Regions from separate parts of the Mus musculus genome. Here all the other regions are linked to region 3. Evidence: chromatin contacts called from public Hi-C and promoter capture Hi-C data. All regions are on one chromosome and are shown on one strand. The core of a region is the stretch at or near the end of the contact, and the rest is flanking DNA. Distances in the headings are between cores, read along the strand shown.

Region 1 (3,092 bases), core at 123-2,622, 3.8 Mb after region 3:
GTGCCTAAGCTAAAATGTTTTCACACATACTGAGGTCCAATAAATGCTTGGCAGATGATGAACGTGCTGTTCTAACCCTGGATTTTCACTTCAAGGGAAAGCAGTACAAAGAGCTACAGCTGACAGTTCTGATACTAACTAACCTCTATCTAATATATTCTCTCTCTCTCTCTCTCTCTCTCTCTCTCTCTCTCTCACACACACACACACACACACACACACACACACCCTCTTGATCTTTCAAAACGCTTCTGACTCCCTTGCTGCGTCCTTCCACAGCACCCTCACCACATTTGTAACTATTTCTTAACTGTCTTTCACTGCTAACTCGATGGGGGCAATGACTAGACTTTTCAAAGCTGTATTCGATGACATTTTCCATGTTGCCAACACAGAATAAACACAGCGATCCTACGACCACAGGCACTTGGCAACTGTGCCAGACCCAACCTGAATCATCTGACTTCAGATCCAGAAGTGGACAGCACCTCCCATAAAGTTAGCTTGGATTGCGAGTGAACAGTGGCAGTCTAAGAGTAAGGGGAGCTCACTGAACGTAAACGCAGGGCTTACTAGCCTACCTTAAATTTAACAGGCATTCCAAATTTTTAACTTTTTTTTTTTTTTTAGTTCTACTACCAGATAGCCTTTAACCTGCAGCTGCCCAGATCGAAAGTTAGAGAGGTTCCAAGGAAAGGAAGGATCTAGGACTGGAAACCTCTCTCTAAAACCAGATTCTTTTCTTCTCCGAGATCAAGTTACCCATCCGAGTAATGGGAACAAGACCCGGTCAGGAGGAAATTCTAAGGTCTCCCAGGGTCCATTCAGTTGGTTAGGATGCCTTTAGGAATCAGGCCTCCGCGGAGGCTGATAGGCAGAGCTGCGAAATCAAGGAGAAAGTGGCTTCCCCAAGACCTCCTGGTTCAATCTGGTACCCCAGCCCCACCTCAAGAGACCGCACCCAGGAGCCCGGGATGGCCGAAGGGCCCAAACCCCGGCCTTTCAGCAAGACTCCTCAAACGCGCGTAGGCTAGCACAGCCTTTACTAACGGCCAGGACCCGGTGGGCCCCAAAGACCATCCCAATCCTTATCCAACCACCAACCCTCACCTTAAGAGTTCCGCCTCACCTCCGGACTGCGATCAGCCGCTCTCCACTTCCGGCAAGAACCGCCCAGCGGTCTTCGCGCGACCCACTTCCGGGCCCTCACTGGGCGCGGCACCCCCACCGGAAATGAACCACTGGCTGTAACGCTAGCCCGGGGGAGAGGAAGAAGTTTGGCCGCTCCGCTCGTGACTCCGCCCTCATTCCCCGCCACCGGAGAGAGAATCTGGCTTAGGAGCGTTTGGAAAAGGGCTCCGCCTCCAAGGGAGGTGGGGGAGGAAAACTCGGGGAAGGGGCGTGTCCACGGTTGGTCACGCCCCGAGGCCCAGACCAATAAGGAGCTGGAGTTCCTAACCAAGCCCCACCTCCTCAAAGGAAGACAGCTGAGTGGCTGCTTGTTTTGTCAATTTGTGCTCGGAGACTGAGGTCGTTACGTTTTTAGCCTCAGTCCGGAAGAGGTTCAGGGAACAACAGTGGGGCTAGAAGGCTCTGAGACCCAGTGTCTGGTGGTTGGGGGGACCGGGACCAAATTTCGCCCCTGGCTGGGCGTGCAAGCCTTGGTTTCCCTGTCTGTAGTACAGAAAAGCAATGGACTCGGTCGCGGAGGCTAATAGAGTAGGCTTTGAGCGTCTGGGCATGCTCGCCCTCGCTCGATTCCGAGGCTAGGGCTGGGAAGGTGGAGAAAATCTTCCACTCGCGCCCCACTTCCTGTTTGCTCTGTGCGTTTTGTGACCATAGATGGTCAGGTCCGTGGCTGTGCTTAAGCTTCCGCCTCAGGCTTCGGAGTTCTTCCTCCCACCCTGTAGGGTGTGGTCCCTGAAATGAAATGAGCAAAATTAAAGGAGATCTTGTCCCATTCCTTAAAAATCTTGCTTTTGAGGCTTCATCGCCCCAAGCTATGTATGCCCAGCTGGCTGCTAATGAGCCCGTGTGCGATTCAGAGCTGTAACTGCAGCCTGCAGGGCAGTCTTCGCCTCCCTGCTTCTTAGACGGGGGATCGCGTCTTTGTTTCCTCCGGACTTAACACTTTCCAACCGGTCATTATCCTCCCACAAAGATTTATTTCTAGAAAAAAAATTGGCGAGTGCTGTGCTATGGTTCCTACCCCTTCGACTGGATGACTGACAACTCCGCGTTCAAGTTGAATGCAGGTGTTATATGCCAGAGTCAATCATTCAACAAATACAGTTCATGTAATAATAGCTACCATTTACTGTGCGCTGACTACATGCCAGGCTTGTGCTGAGCGCTCAAACCATTTTCATTTAATCCTAATAGCAACTCTCTGCGGTAGGTACCATTACATCCTCGGAGCTTCAAATGAGGAAGCTGAATAACTTGCCAAGGTCACAAAGTAGATGTTGAAACTTTAAACAGAGCACGCATTTGACTGTCTTAGAACCAATGAATTTAATCATCCCCAGTGATAGATAGATCTGGGAACATTTGAGGCATTGGGTGCCTCTGGTTGTAGACGTAAGTTGTTCCATTCCTGACTCCGAGCCCTTTACTAGCGTCCCGACTTTGATCAAGGTGCTTTGGACAATTTACTGGCCTCCCCCAGTTTATGACTCCCAGTTTGTTTAAAACAGAAATGACAACATACCAAATTATGGCACAAAAATCATCCGTTTATAATATGTTCATTTCAGGGGCAGGTGTGGTAATGCTCACCTTTAGTTCCAGCACCCGGGAAGCAGAGGCAGGTTGATTTTGTGAGTTCAAGGCCAGCCTGGTCTACATAATGAGTTCCAGACACAGTGAGACCCTGCCTCAAACAAACAAATACATTTGGGCTGGAAAGATGACTCAACTGGAGAAAGACATCTGCTTCCAAATCCTGAGTTTGATTCCCCAACACCTACCTGACAGAAGGAGAGAAGACTTCAAAAAGTCATTCATGGTCCATGTGGGTTCAATCTCTCACACAACAAATAAAATTTTTGTTTTATTTTCTCTTGAGAAAACTTCTCATACCCTTGGCTACC
Region 2 (2,858 bases), core at 185-2,684, 4.8 Mb after region 3:
CACCTGCCTCAGATGTACTGAGATTTACGGATGTGGGCCATCATATCATGCCTGGCAAAGACACAATTTCATTTTTCATTGTACTGGTTATTATAATTAATGCAGAGATAATATAAAGTACATGGAGTGTGCATAGGTTCACATGTAAATAGCCTATACTAGGAATCTGACCGTCTTCCAGTCGGTTAATCGGATTAAGGGTGTCCTGAAAGCATTCTCCCATTGATACTGAGAGACACACGCATATTTAAGTGCATTCTGCCTGTCTATTAGGTACTGTGGAGTTGATATTTTTTAGGTGAGGTTGTGACGGCCTACTAGAGCTTACTTTTCTCTCTACAGTCAGATCAGTCTGTCTGAGTAGGAGATGAGACTATGTGGTAGAATTTTCCCTAGCATGCGCAAAAGACCCCGAATTTCATCCTTAGCCCTGCAAACAACAGTCACTTTGTAAAACCAGAAGCCCTATCCCTACCCCAACTCCTTTTGAGTGTACACGGCTGTATTTTAAGGGTTGTCAAATTTCCACTTCTGGGAGTCCGAGACATTTACAACTTTCTGAAACATACTTTGGCAGTAATCATTTGCCTTCATTAGCCCTAATTCCTCTAGTCTCTAATCACAAAGAAGTCAAGTACTCAGTTGCTGGATGGGTTACTGGAGGGGCACTAGGTGGGCGTGAAGATGGAGTCGGTAGAATATAAGGGCAGCAGTATCCTATCAGCGATCTGCTTACGGAATTAGAAGATGTTTTAGCATGCTCGTATCTGTTTTCCTTATCGGGTTCCAGGTACCAGCATAGGCAAGTTATCACTGAGATTCCTAATTGCCTTTCGCACGTGCCGAATCTATAGGTCTGGACTGGCTCACACACGACCTCCGGTGGACTCACCCAATTCCAGAGCAATTCATCTATCCTCATGGCCTTTTCCCATAAAATCTGTACTGAGTCAACTTACACAGAAGTCCAATCTCTGTTCAGCTTCAAGCAACTTGAGGGCATGGAGGGGCAATTCAGTTTCCAGTGCCTTCCTGGTACCCAGGACCTGACAAGCATCACTAAATACTGGCAGGGCAGCTGCAACAAGGGAGGGGGGCACAAAGAATTCTTACCCAGACGCCTAGAAGCTTCCCTGCGTTGCTCTCGGAGCCCGGAAGAAGGCGGGGAGCGGGGAGCAGCCCAGCGCGCGCATGGAAGGCCGAGGTGCGTTGCGGGCTGTGCCCCCAGGGCGAAGGCCCGGAGGCCGACGAGAGGCGCGGCCAGGCCGAACTCCTCGTGACGCCTCCCCCCCTTCTGCCGCTGCTAGTCAGGTGATTCCGGGCACGTGATAGTACCACTTACCCTGTTGTCCCAGAGTGGCAGCCCGCCCAGCCAATAATAAACCGAAGCTTGGCGGCGGCCCAATCGGAGCTGGGCTTATGGGCGGGCCCTGCGGCGGCTACTGCCGGGGGCGGCGGCAACAGCGGCGGCCTGGGGAGGCGGCGGCCTAACCTGGCCTGGCCTGTCAGGGCGCGGGCGGTGGTGGTCCAGCACCATGTCCCTGCAGTACGGGGCGGAGGAGACGCCCCTGGCCGGCAGTTACGGCGCAGCCGACTCGTTCCCCAAGGACTTCGGCTACGGCGTGGAGGAGGAGGAAGAGGAGGCAGCGGCGGGTGGCGGCGGAGGCGCGGGGGCCGGCGGCGGCTGCGGCCCGGGCGGCGCTGACAGCTCCAAGCCGAGGATCCTGCTTATGGGGCTCCGGCGCAGCGGCAAATCCTCCATCCAGAAGGTGAGCGCCCCGCAGCCGCCGCCTGCCCTTGGTTTTGCCCGGCCCACGGCGCTCAGGTGGCGGGTGCCCAGGAGGCCTGAGAGGGTGGAGGCCTGGCGCTGCGTCCCCGGGCACTGTCCACACCTGCGAGCGCAGAGCCTGGGCGCGGTTCGCCCAGGGTCCCCGACCTGGGCCTCCGAGGGTCGAGGGGGGCCAGGAGGCGACGCTGGCTGGAGGGAGGAGGCAGGTGCCGGTCACCGCCCTAGAACTCCTCCCTTCTGGTCGCTGCCCTTGTGGCGTTGACGAAACCGACCCGTCGTCCCCGGTTCTCACGCGGAGAACTTGGTGAGCGTGCTGTCCCGCCGCATCTCACTTAGGTGACAGGAGTTTTCAGGGATCTCCTCCCAGCCTCTGGACCGTAGCGGCGCCTGAAAGTGTTGTGGCGAAGACACTGGGCATCTCAGTGTTTGTTGTCAGTCTGTTGGAGACTTCTGTAAAAACATTTTTTGGGGGGGGGGGCGGGGGGGGGGACTCTATCGCTACACCTACTTTATTTAGAACTTGTAGCCCTGTGGTTGCAGTTACAGGTGACAGTCCCCAGTAGCTGGTCACAGCGATCTTTGGAGACGGTTTTGCAGGCGGACAGACATCAGTGCATTTGTTTTCACTTGGGTCCGTCGTGAACGAATAGAATGAATGCCTAAGGCTTTGTATTTTTAGGGAAATAGAGGCAGGGTTGATTTCTTTCAATCAGCCATTCCCATTACAAACAGAGCGAACTTCTGGTAAAACTACGGTCACAGACAACCATGCTTTCCCCATTTCCACTCTGACACAAAGGTCTGTCCAAACAGAAATCTCTGGTATTTTGTAGGGGTGGTGTTTTTAAAAAGCAACATCGCTGCCTACCCCCACATCTTCCGCCCCTGCACTTGCTGGACAACTGTTTTATTTTCTCACGTCTGTGTCAAAGTTAGACCTTTGGGGGGAGTGCTTATGCTAAGTAACTACCACTTGAAACCTATGAGAACTTTTTCTCTCTTCCAAGTTAACACTGAGAGACAAATTTGCTGTATGTTAGGGTTGTATCAGGCAAGCCTTAAAGCTACA
Region 3 (3,094 bases), core at 342-2,841:
GAGGCTATCTAAAGATTCTCCATCTTTTTGAATCATTCTGTCTGCCACCTTTGTATCTAATCTTCTGTCAAGAATGGCCTTCATAATCTAGCCACCTATTGAACTACCTTCCAAACCCTGCTCTGCATCACCTCCCTCTTCCCAAAGAGCCACACATACACACACACACACACACACACACACACTTCTCTCTGGAGACTTACCCTGTATTCATCCTTGATATGGTTTACACTGCCCCTCTCCCTGTCCCTCCAGCTTGGGGACTCCCTGAAGCTAGCAACAGACTCTCATGCTTCTGTCCTAGGGACACTGACTAGCACGGGACCGTCCGTCATAGAGGAGAAAAAAGATGGCTGATTGGTGACTTGTTGGCTGAGATATAGGCATGCAGTTCTATAATGGGGGCGACTGAATTTGTGAACTGGTACCCTAAGAAAGGGCCTGGGAGACCAGGCTTGGGCCTTGTTCCAGCCCTGCATCATATGTATTGAAGGAAAGAAACAGGTCCAGGGTTGGAGAAAGCAAGAGCAGAGGAGGCAGGTCTTGCAGTCAGCAGAAGAAACTCGGGGGGGGGGGGGCAAAGTGGTGATCAGGAGAGAGGAGAAGGGGAACCCCAGACTCACCAGTTCCACATGCTTTACTTTTCAGGGGTCCATGCTCAATTAGGGTGCCCTCCTAGGCCAGCACCTGGCACACAGCTCAGCTTCCTGTCTCTAACAGAAAGTCATTTCTCCCAGATCCCCCCTTCAGGTGAACCTAGATGGGACATGGACTGGAGGGACCACAGAGGCTATTGACTGTCCTACTCACCACTCCAGGAGCTCACCTGTAATTCTCATAGCCCAGGGTTTGATAACAAATCTCATTTTATCCAGGAGAAACCCGCTGCTCATTGGCTGGGAGCTTGCCCAGGACCAGCTAGAGGCGGTTTATAGGTGAGCTGGTTCAATGCCAAGGTGTTCTATGTCCTTAACCATTTAGACACCCAGCCTCTCTGGTCTTCACACTTAGGTGTCACCATAAAGTCAGAAATGGAGGGAGGTGGTGGTTTTACAGCTTAGAGAAGTGGTGGGCATGGTGTCTAGGAGCAAAAGAGGAGCTTGGCCTTGGGCACAGGAACACGGAGCAAGGAGAGAGAATTCAGCTTCGGAGCCAGACCTCCCGTGGTCTCTCTAATGAACTTAATGCCACTTTACACATAACACACGCGGTTGTAAACACCATCCAAATACTAACTCGTTTAATCTTCCTAATAACCCAGGAGGTTGTACTATTATTATGACTAGTCTACCAAAGTTATCCGGCAGCCTAGTGAGGAAGCCAGAGTCCTAGCGCTGGCTTACAGCCCCGCACCAAGCGCTACCATTTTGCTAGTGGCCATTGAGACTCAGAGAGGTGTGCAAACCAGCTCAGAGCCACACAGCGAGCGCCCCCAACGGGTGCCCCGCACACCCTGGGACTGCAGGTTCTAGCATCCAGAGCCAGACTGTGGTCAGTAGCCCTCCGTCCCTCCCCACCTCCCCACAGAACCACGCCTCTCAGAGTCCCGCCCCGGACGTGCTCCCCAGGCCCCGCCCCCTTCGGGCCCACCTACACCCCAGAACCAATGGCGGCGGTCCTATAAAAAGGCAGCTCCGCGCGCTCTCCCCCAAGAGCAGAGGCTTGCTTGTAGAGTGACGATCTGAGCTACGGGGTCTTAAGTGCGTCAGGGCGTGGAGGTCTGGCGGGAGACGCATAGTTACAGCGCGTCCGTTCTCCGTCTCGCAGCCGGCACAGCTAGAGCTTCGAGCGCAGCGCGGCCATGGATCCCAGCAGCAAGGTGAGTAACGGGGCTGGGAGTCCCGGGTAGGGATGTGCTGCCGAGCGCGGGCCGGGGCGCCTGTCCGAGTCCCCGCTTCCTCACGCAGCCGCCGCGCGCTTCACGCGGTCGGGGCGGGGGCCGCGGATCAGGGGCCCAGGCGCCGCACGTCGCGCACGACCTCGGCGGCTCCTCCCGCGCGGGGGAGGGGGCCGGAGCGCGGCGCCCATTGGCTAAAAGAGCCGAGCCCCCGGCCGGGCCCCGGCTAGGAGCGGAGGAGGCGGGACCCGCCCGGAGCCCGCGCCGCGCCCGGAACCCGGGCCATGGGGGTGGCCAGGAGGAGAAGGCACTTCCTCCAGGCCAGGGTCGGGGGCTGACGAGCTCTGAGGACCTCACGATGCGCAGTCCTCCAGGGATGTGGGGCCTTTCCCCGGGGCAAGCTACTGACTGGATAAGATCTCTCTTCACCTGTGATCAGGCTTGCCCTGTATGGGCCGGATTTACGGAACCCCTCCTGGATGTGCGACATTGTTTCTTTCTTGTCCCGCCTTTGCTTTGTGTAGAGTTAGTTCTAGTCCCTTTTAAATTAAAATAAAATTGGATTTTCCCGTCTTAGTATGTAGGAAGGCTCAAGGATGCGCACTTTCACGCCCCCCCCCCTTTACCTGTTTAAAGTTAAGAACAGTGCGAGCATGTGTTAAATCCCTGGCTGCCTTTACTGGGCAGTGGGGGTGTTTTGGTGGAACTCAGGAAAGGAAGCTCCAGTTGACTCCGGATGGTCGTACTGACAGTCTCTGCAGGGCCACAGTGATAGAGATAGAATGTAACTAAGTATAAAGACAAAAAAACAAAACAAAACAAAAACCAACTGAGGCCCGGGAGTCTCTCAGATGCCACTTAAACTCCGAACTTTGGTTTTTCCGCGTAAAACTTTTCTCTCAGACCTAGGTTAATCTCCGTCTTTCAAATTCCTTGGATTTTGCTTTTGTTTCGGAGACATCATCCCCTAGCCCTGTCTGCCCTAGAGTTCATATGTAGACCAGGCTGGCCTCAGACTCACAGAGATCCGCCTGTCTCTGCTTCGCGAAGGCTGTAAGCCCGGGTACCACCACACTCCGCTTGATATTTATTTTTTGAGCTGATAAGATGAATATTCTGAGTAGAGAAGAGGGTAAAAAAAAATCAATGCTCGTTGATCACCTGGCTCATGGCTAAACTGCTTTTTACATGTCGTCCTGTGCTTCCTTACCAGGAACACTAAAGGGAAGTAAGTTTCCTAAAGTCACACAGTTCCTA

Evidence for each region. Promoter capture Hi-C pulls out the DNA fragments that hold promoters and counts their contacts. Hi-C and Micro-C count contacts between places; a contact is called where the count stands out from the background.
Region 1: a promoter capture Hi-C map of cranial neural crest shows a contact between it and region 3. The contact joins the promoter of Cap1 here to the promoter of Slc2a1 in region 3.
Region 2: a contact with region 3 is called in a Hi-C map of CD4 T cells, with 4 times the contacts expected there. The contact joins the promoter of Rragc here to the promoter of Slc2a1 in region 3.

What each region holds. Positions count from the first base shown.
Region 1 is chr4:122,884,704-122,887,795 of GRCm38.p6, forward strand. Cap1 (CAP, adenylate cyclase-associated protein 1 (yeast)) reads right to left here and starts at 1,373. Exons shown (of 13, transcript NM_001358035.1): 1 at 1,111-1,373.
Region 2 is chr4:123,915,999-123,918,856 of GRCm38.p6, forward strand. Rragc (Ras-related GTP binding C) reads left to right here and starts at 1,435. Exons shown (of 7, transcript NM_017475.2): 1 at 1,435-1,769. The coding sequence starts at 1,536. It also overlaps D130007C19Rik.
Region 3 is chr4:119,107,154-119,110,247 of GRCm38.p6, forward strand. It overlaps Slc2a1 (solute carrier family 2 (facilitated glucose transporter), member 1), which reads left to right and starts at 1,592. Exons shown (of 10, transcript NM_011400.3): 1 at 1,592-1,819. The coding sequence starts at 1,802. Gm52706 (a long non-coding RNA gene) reads right to left here and starts at 1,596. Exons shown (of 2, transcript XR_003955269.1): 1 at 624-1,596.